Linked DNA regions of Oryctolagus cuniculus: region 1 is linked to region 2. The links are chromatin contacts, called in public Micro-C maps. All regions are on one chromosome and are shown on one strand. Each heading gives the region's core, a stretch centred on a gene start, on an enhancer-like site or on the middle of the called end of the contact. The rest is flanking DNA. Distances are from core to core; before and after follow the strand shown.

The links. A called contact is a pair of places that touch in the nucleus more often than the background predicts.
Region 1: a Micro-C map of ear pinna shows a contact between it and region 2, with 3 times the contacts expected there. The contact joins the promoter of ENAH here to the enhancer-like site in region 2. A contact is called at or near these places in 3 of 6 Hi-C or Micro-C datasets (ear pinna, embryonic fibroblasts and an unstated tissue).

What each region holds. Positions count from the first base shown.
Region 1 is chr13:39,787,213-39,792,537 of mOryCun1.1, forward strand. It overlaps ENAH (ENAH actin regulator), which reads left to right and starts at 3,183. Exons shown (of 14, transcript XM_070055422.1): 1 at 3,183-3,818. The coding sequence starts at 3,814.
Region 2 is chr13:39,698,560-39,703,697 of mOryCun1.1, forward strand. No RefSeq gene overlaps it. Among named protein-coding and RNA genes, the nearest start is that of SRP9, 13 kb to the left of the region's middle. Within about 2 kb of position 2,767, at least 1 of the 8 cell types and tissues checked has an H3K27ac peak or open chromatin away from gene starts, as enhancers often do.

The sequences.
Region 1 (5,325 bases), core at 1,933-4,432, 89 kb after region 2:
AATGGAAGATGACCAAGTGCTTGGACTCATATGATCCATGGGAGAGAACCAGATGGAGGTTTTTTTTTTTGCTCCTAGTTTTGGCCTAGCCCATGCCTGGCTGTTGCCGCCATTTGGGGAGTGAACAGTGGATGGAAATCTTCCTTTCAAATACATAAATTTTAAAAAATAAAAAGAAAGCAGATTAATTACATCATTCATGAGTTCACTCAGTCATTTACTTTTTAAGAAAGAGTTACTTATTTGAAAGGCAGAGTGATAGTGGGAGAGGGAGAGGAAGAGAGAGATCTTCTGTTTGCTGGTTTACTCCTGAAATGGCTGCAACAGCCAGGACTAGGCTAGATCAAAGCCAGGACCCTGGAACTATATATCCAGGTCACCCACATGCATAGGTAATCTTCTGTGCTGCATTCCCAAGCACATTAGCAGGAACCTGGATGGGAAGTGGAGCAGTCAGGACTGGAACCCGCACTGGGATATGGGATGCTGGCATCCAAAGCGTGGCTAAACCCACTGCACCCAACGCCTGCCCCCACTCATTCATTTATTCAATCATTCACCTTCCAAATGTCCATTTTGGTAAACCAAATTTTGGACAGCCATTAGGAAAAAATCCAGATAATTTTCACCATTCAGTCAAGTAACATAACCTCAATGTTGGAGCAAGGTTCACTTGAAGAGTTAACTTCAAATTGGACTGCCTTAATCCATCCACTCTTGCTTATGCCATAGGAAGTCAGCATGGTATGTGAGAAGGTGCAATGGACCAATGATCAGAAATCCCCATTTAAATTCTTGTTCTATCACTAAGGGTCTATGGGCCAGTCACCTAACCTCTCTGTGCCTCATATTCCTTTTTTGAAAAACGAGTGGGTTGGATTTAAGATTCCTTCCATCTCTAAAATTCTTTCATTCTATAAGGCAACACATTCCACAAAGTTTCCTTTGTGACCAGAATAAGTCTGTGATATCCTAGCTCAAGTTTCCTCTCTGCCCTCTTTGAATGTTAAGCCAAATATGAACAAGAAGGAATAACATTTTGTCACAGCCAACAAACTGCCCTTCTACAGGATGACCTTAGGAGGTCAGGCCACCCATTGCCTTATCTAAATCCAGAGGCAATAGTATGACCAACTTGTGAGCTGGCCGACTGCCACTCAAAGGGATGGAAATGGTTGTAGGCAGCCAACATTCTTGGCTGGTACATTTTTAATAAACATAGAAAATAAGAACAGCATTTTCCACTTGGGTTGCTTAATTTGGTACCCATACCATTGGAACATTTGCTGTTAGGATAAAGATGATGTGATATATTACTTATTTAGCGCAGGATGGCTTAACTCTTACAAATGAGAAGTGGGTTATGGAGTCATCTGTAAGGAATTTTTATCCTTGTTTCTTGTCTCTGGCAGGAGATAGCTTGAGTCATTATAGCAATTTCTCCACCCCCTTTGGCCCTTTGTAAGAGTTTTCCCTGAAACATAAGCTCTGTTGGATTTACTGTATTGCCATGAATGGTCTAAGGCAAATTGGCGTGACTTCTTTGTGGCTGAATGTCTTATTAATACTTTTCCAAGCTGGTTCAATACGTCATAACACTTTTTCCAAGAAAATGTTCTTTAGTTGATTTGGAGAAAAATACTGGAGGAGCAAGTATTTAAAACTGCAGTGAGTGACTGATAGGAATACAATGAACCTCATAGGAGAGATGATTTTTAATCACACTCATTGTCCTACCTCCGTGACTTGAGTTATTTTCCTGTTTCTACTTGTAGTATGGCAACCAGCACATTTTGAGTGGCAAAGGTGTTGTCTCTCCAGTGCTTGGAGATCCTTGAATAAATGCTGTGATGGTAAATTGTAATTAGACACGTGGGTGGAAATTAGTGTTCTGCAAGTACACCATGTTTTAAGGCAGAGGCTCGGTGCTTTTTACTACCTTGAGGCCACCCTGGTCCTGGGCCATAGCTCCAGGTCACTGCTTCTGACAGGGCTGTTGGGTCCAAAGCAGCAAGCATTTTATAATGAAAACTGGGCTATACCATTCTATTACACAGTCAGGTTTCCATCAAGGATGAGTGCAACCTGTTCCCCTTGCATTTGGAAGTGTACGTCATTCCATCCCCACACAACTACCATTTGATTTATGCCCTCATGAAACAAAACACTAGAACTTTCGAAGGGATTGCCGGAGTCAGTGCAGGTCCTCCATTTTGGATTAGATCCTCCAGGAATAGGAATCTTCTTACAATCGACCTTCCCCCCTTCTAGTCATCGCATATAGGGAAAACACATCCCCCTTTCTCGGAACTAATTTGTCCAGCTTAAAATTTTTCCTAGACAGATGTTTTGGCACAACGAAAAACTACCACAATTACAAATTCCGTCTCCGCAGACGCGCCCCCCCGACCCCGCCCCACTTTAATGGAGTTTGCCTCGACAGTCTTTTCCAGCTGCCTTTTAAAGGAGGCGATTTCAAGACTGTAGGAACGACGGAAAATGGAAACTGTCGTTCGCTCATCTCCCTCCCCGCCCCCGCCCGGGATTCCCTTTCTGCCGGTGACGACGGAAAGCCGCGGCGCCCGCCGCGTCGCTCCCCTTCCACCGCTGCGGCTGCACAAGGTTCCCCGCGAGCCGGCCGCGTTCGCTCCGGGATGAAGTCATCCCTATACATAGCGTGCGTATCAGCTCGTTAAATCGGCACGGCACGCCGGGATTCCTCGGCAGGAGAAGGAGCGCAGCAAACAATGATGACCACATTCTACATCCCCTTGCCACTCCCCCAGCCCGAGCCCCCGAGGCATCCCTGGCGGCCGCGAGGGCCACCCAGCCCCTCGTCCCTGTCCTGAGAGCGCAACAGGGCGAGCTGAGGACAAGCCCTGGGCCAGTCACGCATCCCGGCTTCCCACGCCGGTGCCCGCGGGAGCGGCGCCCGGTTGGTCCCGGCGCCTCCGGTCCCGCACCGCGGCCAGGCGCGAGGCCCCGGGGCTCCCTCAGCCTTAAGGGAGAGTGAGGCGACCGGCAGGGGGGCCGACGGCCAAGGACAGCCCCGGGCGAGGAACCCCCGCCGACGGCGAGCGAGCGAGCGGGCGCGGAGGGGGGCTGCCCGCAGCTCCGGGGGCTGCAGGGGGCGGGGTAGGGAAGCACAAAGAGCCTGGGTTCCGCCGCCGTCGCCGAGCCCGCGCCCGCCCCGCCCGGCTCTCCGCAGTCCGGCGGGAGCCCGGCCGCCGGCTCGGGGGGTGCGCCCGGCCCCCCGCCGCCCCTCCCCCCGCGCCGCCCCCTCGCCCCCGGGGAAGGAGGGGAGGAGGGCGGCGCCTGCGTGTTCCTCCGCCGCGCGCCCCGCCTCCTCCCGGGCCCCGCGCGGCGCTCCCGGCTCTCCTCCCGCGGCTGCAGCAGCTGCCGGTTGCACACGGCCTCGGCGGCGGGCGCGGCGGCGCGGGCCTGTGGAGCGGCGGCCGGGTGCGCGGCCCCGGCGGGCACCCCTCCGCGGGCGTCCGAGGAAGCTCCGGGAGGAGGAGGAGGACGAAGACGAGGAGGAGGCGGTGGGAGGCGGCGGCCGCCGCCGGGGGACCCGCTCCGCGCCTCGGCCTCTCCGCCCCCTCCCCAGCCTTTCTCCTGCCCTCTTCTCTCAGACTTCGGGCCGGCGCCTCGGCTTTGTGCGAGGAGATGGTGTAGCCCCCCGGCCGCCGAAGGAGGAGCCGGACACTTGTCTCGCGGCTCGGAGCTGCGTCCCCGCCCCTGGAGCAGAAACCCCCTCAGCTCGCGCCTCCCGCGTCTCCCGGCTGCTGGGGAAGCCTCGGCGCCGCCGGCACCATGAGGTGAGGAGCGCGGGGCGGGGGCTGGGCCGGCCATTGTGCCGCGGGCACCGCGACCCCCGCTTTCCTGGGACCCCGCCTTCCAGCTCCCGGCCGGCGCATCTCCCGGTCTCTGGTCTCTCCCCCGCTCCCTTTTGTTCCTTCTAATTTCTCTTTCTTTCTTCTAACCTTGCCCAGCACTCTTGCTTTGGGGGGGGCTCGGTCTCGCTCCGCCGTTCTCCCATTTTTCCTCAAATGCTCCTTTTTAACCCCGGATTTCCCCTCCTAAATTTAATTTGCTCCCGGCTCCTTCCCCCCCAGTCTTTGCAAGCAAAACCCGGGAGATGGGGAGGGGTTCGAGAAGCGTGCTTGTTGCTGGGAAACAGGTATTTTTACGTAGATATGTAAAAATTTCATGCACTTTTGGTACAAAACTCTCCAGTAAAATTAAAAAAGGAAGAAAAGTTTGAAAGCTCTGGAATTTCTGCGGGTAATAAAGTGTCCTGGGAGGGGTGGATGAAGGACCTGTGAAAGGTGAAATTTCACTGTGGTGGGGGAAGGGAAAGAATTTGTTAGATGGGGGGGCGTAAAATGCTGGGATAAGTAAGTTGTTTGGGGTGTGTGATTGGGGGCAGGGGAGGGATTTGTTTGGAAAAGCCTTCCTTCGGTTGCCTGTGTTGCATTGCAGCAGCTGCTTTCCCCTTTCCTCTGTAATCAATAAAACAAGAGAAAAAATTTTCTTAGTCGCAAAGGAAAGAATCGAAGGTACGATGGTAAAATATTTTTTAAAAATTGACACAGTGAAACACATAGTGTGATATTTTTCTTTTCGTTTCTCCAGTTGAGTAGGAGAACAGACCACGATGTGGTGTGTCATTCATTGGAGGTTTTTCCCCCTCGGCTTGTTTTGTGTCCATAACCTTCTCCTTTCGGGTTGGTGCAAGACTTCGTGAGAGATGGGACTTGGTAGACTCGAGGCTGATCCCATTCTGCGTTATCATCCTTAAGGGCCTTCCTTTTAGGTTAAACAATTGTGGATAAAGTAAATTATTCTTATTTCTCTGTCCTGGATGAGATAGTCTTACAGTTCATTTGGATTTGAATCTCCTTTGTGTTAAAGATTAATGGCCAACCGTTGCCAAGACCTTTACAATGGGATTTGAATGATATAATCTGCAAAATTCCTTTGCTTTGGCAAGAAAATGTCATGTCATTGGAATTTTTTTCTCAATTGAAGTACTTTCCACTTTAAACTTTATTTTTTTTCTATCAAGGTTGTTCGAACATGTTTCCATTTTGCTTTTTCATATATTTTATGTGATATAGCTGTGTTTTCACTTAAGCTTACTGTGAACTTGAGTTATTTTTTTCTCTGACTGCAAGTTACAGACCTTTATTTCGATGGCCTTAAAAATGTGTTTAATGCTGTGTCTCTAAGTGACTGACCCCTTTTCCTTGGTTATTTCACACGTTATTTGCAAATGTGATGGGTCAGTTTAAAAAGTAATTATGACATATAAAGCAGAAAACC
Region 2 (5,138 bases), core at 1,517-4,016:
ACCCGAGCTGCTGAGTCACTCAGAGCTAGGGACATTCTCACCATTTGATTCCAGCTCAGTACAGAACCTGTGGGTCTGATTTCTAATTTCTTCAGGGGTTCTATTATTCTAAACCCTAACCCAGAGCTGTGGCCCTGGGAACCTGTGGACAGGCTGCAGGCAGGGTCCCCAGTTAATGCCTCTGTGACAGCCACTCACTCCAAGTCCATCAAAGGAATGACTGGATTGGAATCATGGATCTGTTCTTGTGACTGTTTCTTATCTTGGTTAGAAACAGAAAGAAGTAATGAGTGGTTTGAACTCTGGGAGTTTAGGCTTAGGTGGATGTATGCCTTCTGGCTTCCCTCCTGCCCTGTTACCCTTGTACTTATTCAGTAGATAACTCCCGAGCCTGTACCGTGTGCCAGACACAGAGCTTAGGGCCCAGGGATAAGGAAGTAAAGACAATTCTTGCCTTCAAGGGACTTTCTGACTCATGTCTGAAATGGGTAGGCAGGCAGGCCCAGGGGGTGAGAGCGGAGTGGTGCAGAGATCAGGGCCCAGATGGGGGAGCCAGCCTGGCTCAGTTGCTATTCCTGCTCCACCACTTATAAGCAGTGTATCTGTGGGCAAACTCTGTAACCATCATGTGTATCCGTGTCCTCACCTATAGCACAGGAATAAAACTGATACCTACCTTAGTGTTTTATTCAGATTCAGGTAGTTCGTTCACAGGCTTAAAGGGCTTAGGACTATGCCCTGGAATGGTGAGGATGGACACATTCGGGATATTTGAAAAACTGTGGCCAGCGCCGCAGCTCACTAGGCTAATCTTCTGCCTGTGGCACTGGCACCCCGGGTTCTAGTCTTGGTTGGGGCGCCAGATTCTGTCCCAGTTGCTCCTCTTCCAGCCCAGCTCTCTGCTGTGGCCTGGGAAGGCAGTGGAGGATGGCCCAGTTCCTTGGGCCCTGCACCCGCATGGGAGACCAGGAGGAAGCACCTGGCTCCTGGCTTCGGATCGTCGCAGCACGCCAGCTGGAGCAGTCATTAGTGGGGTGGACCAACGGAAAGGAAGACCTTTCTCTCTGTCTCACTGTCTAACTCTGACTGTAAAAACAAAACAAAACAAAACAAAAAAACCCTGTAACATCACAGAATGAATTGGATGAGAGATTTAAGGAGAAAGTAGGGGTCTCCCATCCATACCAGTTCTAGACATTTGCTGACATGAATGCTGTATTTCAGTCTAGGGCCCACTACATATATTTATTTGGAGTGGGTGTTGTGGCACATTGGGTTAAGGTGCTGCTTGTGACACCATATCCTGCAACACCGCATCTAATGAGCACCAGTTCAAGTCCCAGCTACACGGCTTCCGATCCAGCTTCCTGCTAATGCATCCTGGGAGGCAGCGGATGATGGCGCAGGTGCTTGGGCCCCTGTCACCTACACAGAAGACCCTGATGGAGTACTGGGCTGCCAGCTTAGGCATAACTCAGCCCTGGCTGATGCGGGCATTTGAAGAGTGAGCCAGTAGATAATGTCTTGTTCTTTCTCTGTTGCTCTGCCTTTCTAATAGATAAAGATAAATATATACACATTTATTTGATCTTAAATAGTTATAGGCTTCATTTACTCCTTTGTAAAGATGGGATAGTAATATCTTCCCTTCCCACTTCATTGTGAGGAAAGAAGAAAAACCAGTATTTGGATCCACTATGTAACACACCCAGCTTTATTCTGAAAATTAAGAAAAACAACACATTTTAAATATTTTCAAATAAAAAAATATGCTGTAAACTGTCAAGCACAACACACAAGGTGATTGCGATTTTCTACTTTGTACCACTCCCTGGACTAATCTCGTGGATAATTGAGAGATGACATAAAAGGCACTTTGTTGGACTTTAATTACAAACAGCAGGTACTGTCAGTACTGTTCTATCTCCGTGTCATTTAGATTCCTGTTCCTGAGGACTCATGACCCTGAGGGGGTTGGGGACTTCCTTAGAAGGAGCCAGAAGCAGCCAGCAGCAGTGAGAGGTGCTGAGTTCCTCAAGGGGGAGCCCACAAATGATGCCCCAGATGAGAGGAGCACACGGCTGTCCCAGGTGTGGAGGTGCTGAGCTCCCTGCTCCTGCAAAGCTGGCCGTGTCCCAGGGTCGTATCCCCTCACACAGCACACGCTTATGAAAGCAGGAGGTGGGGTGGGGACTGTCGGGTGGGTGAGCAGGGCAGAGGCAGGGTGGATGGTAGTGTGGGACATGCGACATCACTCACTCCCACGAACCGCTTCCACGCGGTAGGAGGGGTCTTGGCAAGGGTGCGGAATCCCCAGCGAGACTGCAGGCTGGCGGGCCAGGCAATCGTGTCGGGGAGGAGGCAGCCTGCCCCAGAGCAAGTGGGGACTGTGGCCAACACTAACGGGATTACCATCCGCTGCCCTAAGAGCTGCCAGGAAGTTGGGAAATGGAATTTCAAGGACCCTACCACAAAGTCAAGATGTGTGTGGGCGGCTTGGATGGAAGCTGGGGCCCCAGGGACGGTGGGTCCGGGTCCCTGACGTTCCATTTGTTTCTTGGCAGAACCGAAACTTGCTGATTCCCTGACTCCTTTCTCAGGCTTTCCCAGGCCTTTGAGGGTTCTGGACTGTTCAGGAGGGCTTTATCTAGCATTCTCTGCGGACAGAAGAAGACAGCCATGAACTTGGTGTCTGCATTCCTAGAGGGGGCCGAGTGTGATGACTCAGGCAATCTGAGCCTCAGCTTCCTGAGCTCTAGGGACAAGGCTCGCGGAAGGATCAGGTGGGAATTCTTTGCAAAGTGCTTCTGGGTAAGGAACTGCTCAGGCACAGAACCGCCCGCCCAGGTGAGAGGAGCGGCGTGCAGCTCCTGGGCCTGGCTCTCTGGCTGTGCCGGGCCAGTTCTTCTGCAGACAGACAAAGGGGCCTTCCACATGGATCTTCCTCCTGGCTGTGTCTGACGTGAGCGGCCAGGCCCTCGTGGGCTTGGAATTTCTCGTGATCAGGAGGTGGGTGCAAAAATCCCAGCGCAGCCAGGTTTTCGTCCCAGGACAGCGCTCACCTGTGACGTCACTCACCTGTGACGTCACTGCTGCCGCACTTCCGGCCCGCGCTGCAGCTCGCCAGTTCCCGGGACGCGTGAGGATCTGTTTGCAGCGGGATCTGTGTCAATAACACGAGAGTGTCTTTGCTGCTTATCTAGCGAGAGTGAGTAATTTATTTAGGATATTTAACCAAAACCAGACATTACCTCACTGGTGTCTTACCCAGAGCTTCCCCAGCCTTCCCATTAATTCCGGTGATCCGGGGTCTTTCGTCACATGAAGCCGGGTAGAGAGAGAGCAAAGGGAGCCACAGACACGAATTCGAGAAGCCCTATTCTAGTGTTTGCTTTCAAGCTCGTTCTTTTTCCCCAGTAAGCGTCTGTCTGTCTTCGCTCCCTGAGGCCACAGAGGGATGGACCCCAGCCCATCCCCCAAGCCACCCTGAGTCTAACCAGGCTTCTCCACTAATGGTCGGGAAGAGTTTTTGTGTGGTTTCCGGGGCAACACGAGGAGCACACAGGCCACCTCTGACCGTGACTTTCCAGCAGAAGTATCAGACAGATATGACTTAAGTGGTCATGCGTTCTGTCAGCAGGCAGAAGCAGGCCGCCACATCTCTGCCAGGTGTAGCAAGGCCTGCCTGTGACCCGTGGGTCATGGAATCCCACAGGGGTCATCCTCAGACAAAGGTCAGCTCACGGAAGCCCAGGCCAGGCCAGGGCATCTCTGTGTTTTGCAATAGAAAAATGGAGTCTGTGCATCCCAAGTCACCATCTGTTAGGGAAGATCAAAGAACTGTGAACTTGGCTGGCAGTTATCCTGACATGAGGACAGGTCCAGAGGTCTACAGTGAGGGCTGCAGGAGTGAAATGACATGCAGGCTGAGGCCTGTGTTAGCAGAGCCGGAGAAGGTCAGTGTGGCAAAATGTCGTTAGCTGTTAAGTAATGGAGAATATGCTTGCTTTTTTTTTTTGACAGGCAGAGTGGACAGTGAGAGAGAGAGACAGAGAGAAAGGTCTTCCTTTGCCATTGGTTCACCCTCCAATGGCTGCCGCGGCCTGCGCGCTAAGGAGGATGGATGGTAGAAGGCATGCAGAGGAAGGATCCCATGGTAAGTCAGGAAGCAGAGAGAACAGGAGAGTGCACATCCGTGTCTAGGTCATCTCTCCATGGGTGTCCGTGTGTACATAATCACTGCCCGTGAGAGAGGCAGGTACTTGGCCTTGTGGTTCAGACACCAGTTAGTATGTCTGTGTCTCCTGTCAGAATAGCCGCCTTTGGCTATTCCAGCTTGGCTCCTCATTCCAGATTCTTGGAAAGCTTGGACCTTGGGAGGCAGTGGTGGTAACTGAAGCAGTTGAGTTCCTGCCACTCATGTGGGAGACCTGGAATGAGTGACTGACTCCTAGCTTCGCCTCACACTCTTGGGCATTTGGGGAGTGAACCAGGACATAGGAGTGCACGCTCGCTCTCAGATAAATGAATTAGTATTTTTTTTAAAGCCACCGTGGTTCAACAATGGGGGCTTCACCCCAACAGCCCCATTCAATCCAATTGCTTCTAAAGGCCTCCTTTAGTCACCATAACTGGATCGAGTATTGATGTTATTATTCCATGTACATAAACAAGTCATCAACAAAAATATTTTTGGTTCTCACTATATATGTTGTGAGAGTACAGAAATAACTAAAAGTGCCACAAAACAATAGAAGAATAGTGTTTATTTCTGGGGGAAGAGAGAAGCAAGTGGGGATGACCTTGATTGTATCTGTAATGTTTGTTTTCAGGAAAAAAATGTAAAAAAATCTGAAGCAAATATTTCAAAAGAGTGACATTTGGATATCTGAGAGGTAGGTACAGGGTGTTTTTTGCATTGTTGTTCTTTGTATTATTCTGAATGCTTGACATATTTTGTACTTTCTAAAAATGTCCTTAATTGATGTCCTAAAGGTCCTTCTTTCTGAGTCTCATCTTTTTCCATGACTTCAGAACCCCTGGACTCAACTTTCTCTGCTATAAAAATTATTCCCAAATCTGATTTTCTATGCTTTCTCTCTGCAGAATTATTCCTTTTAAATTTATTTATTTATTCA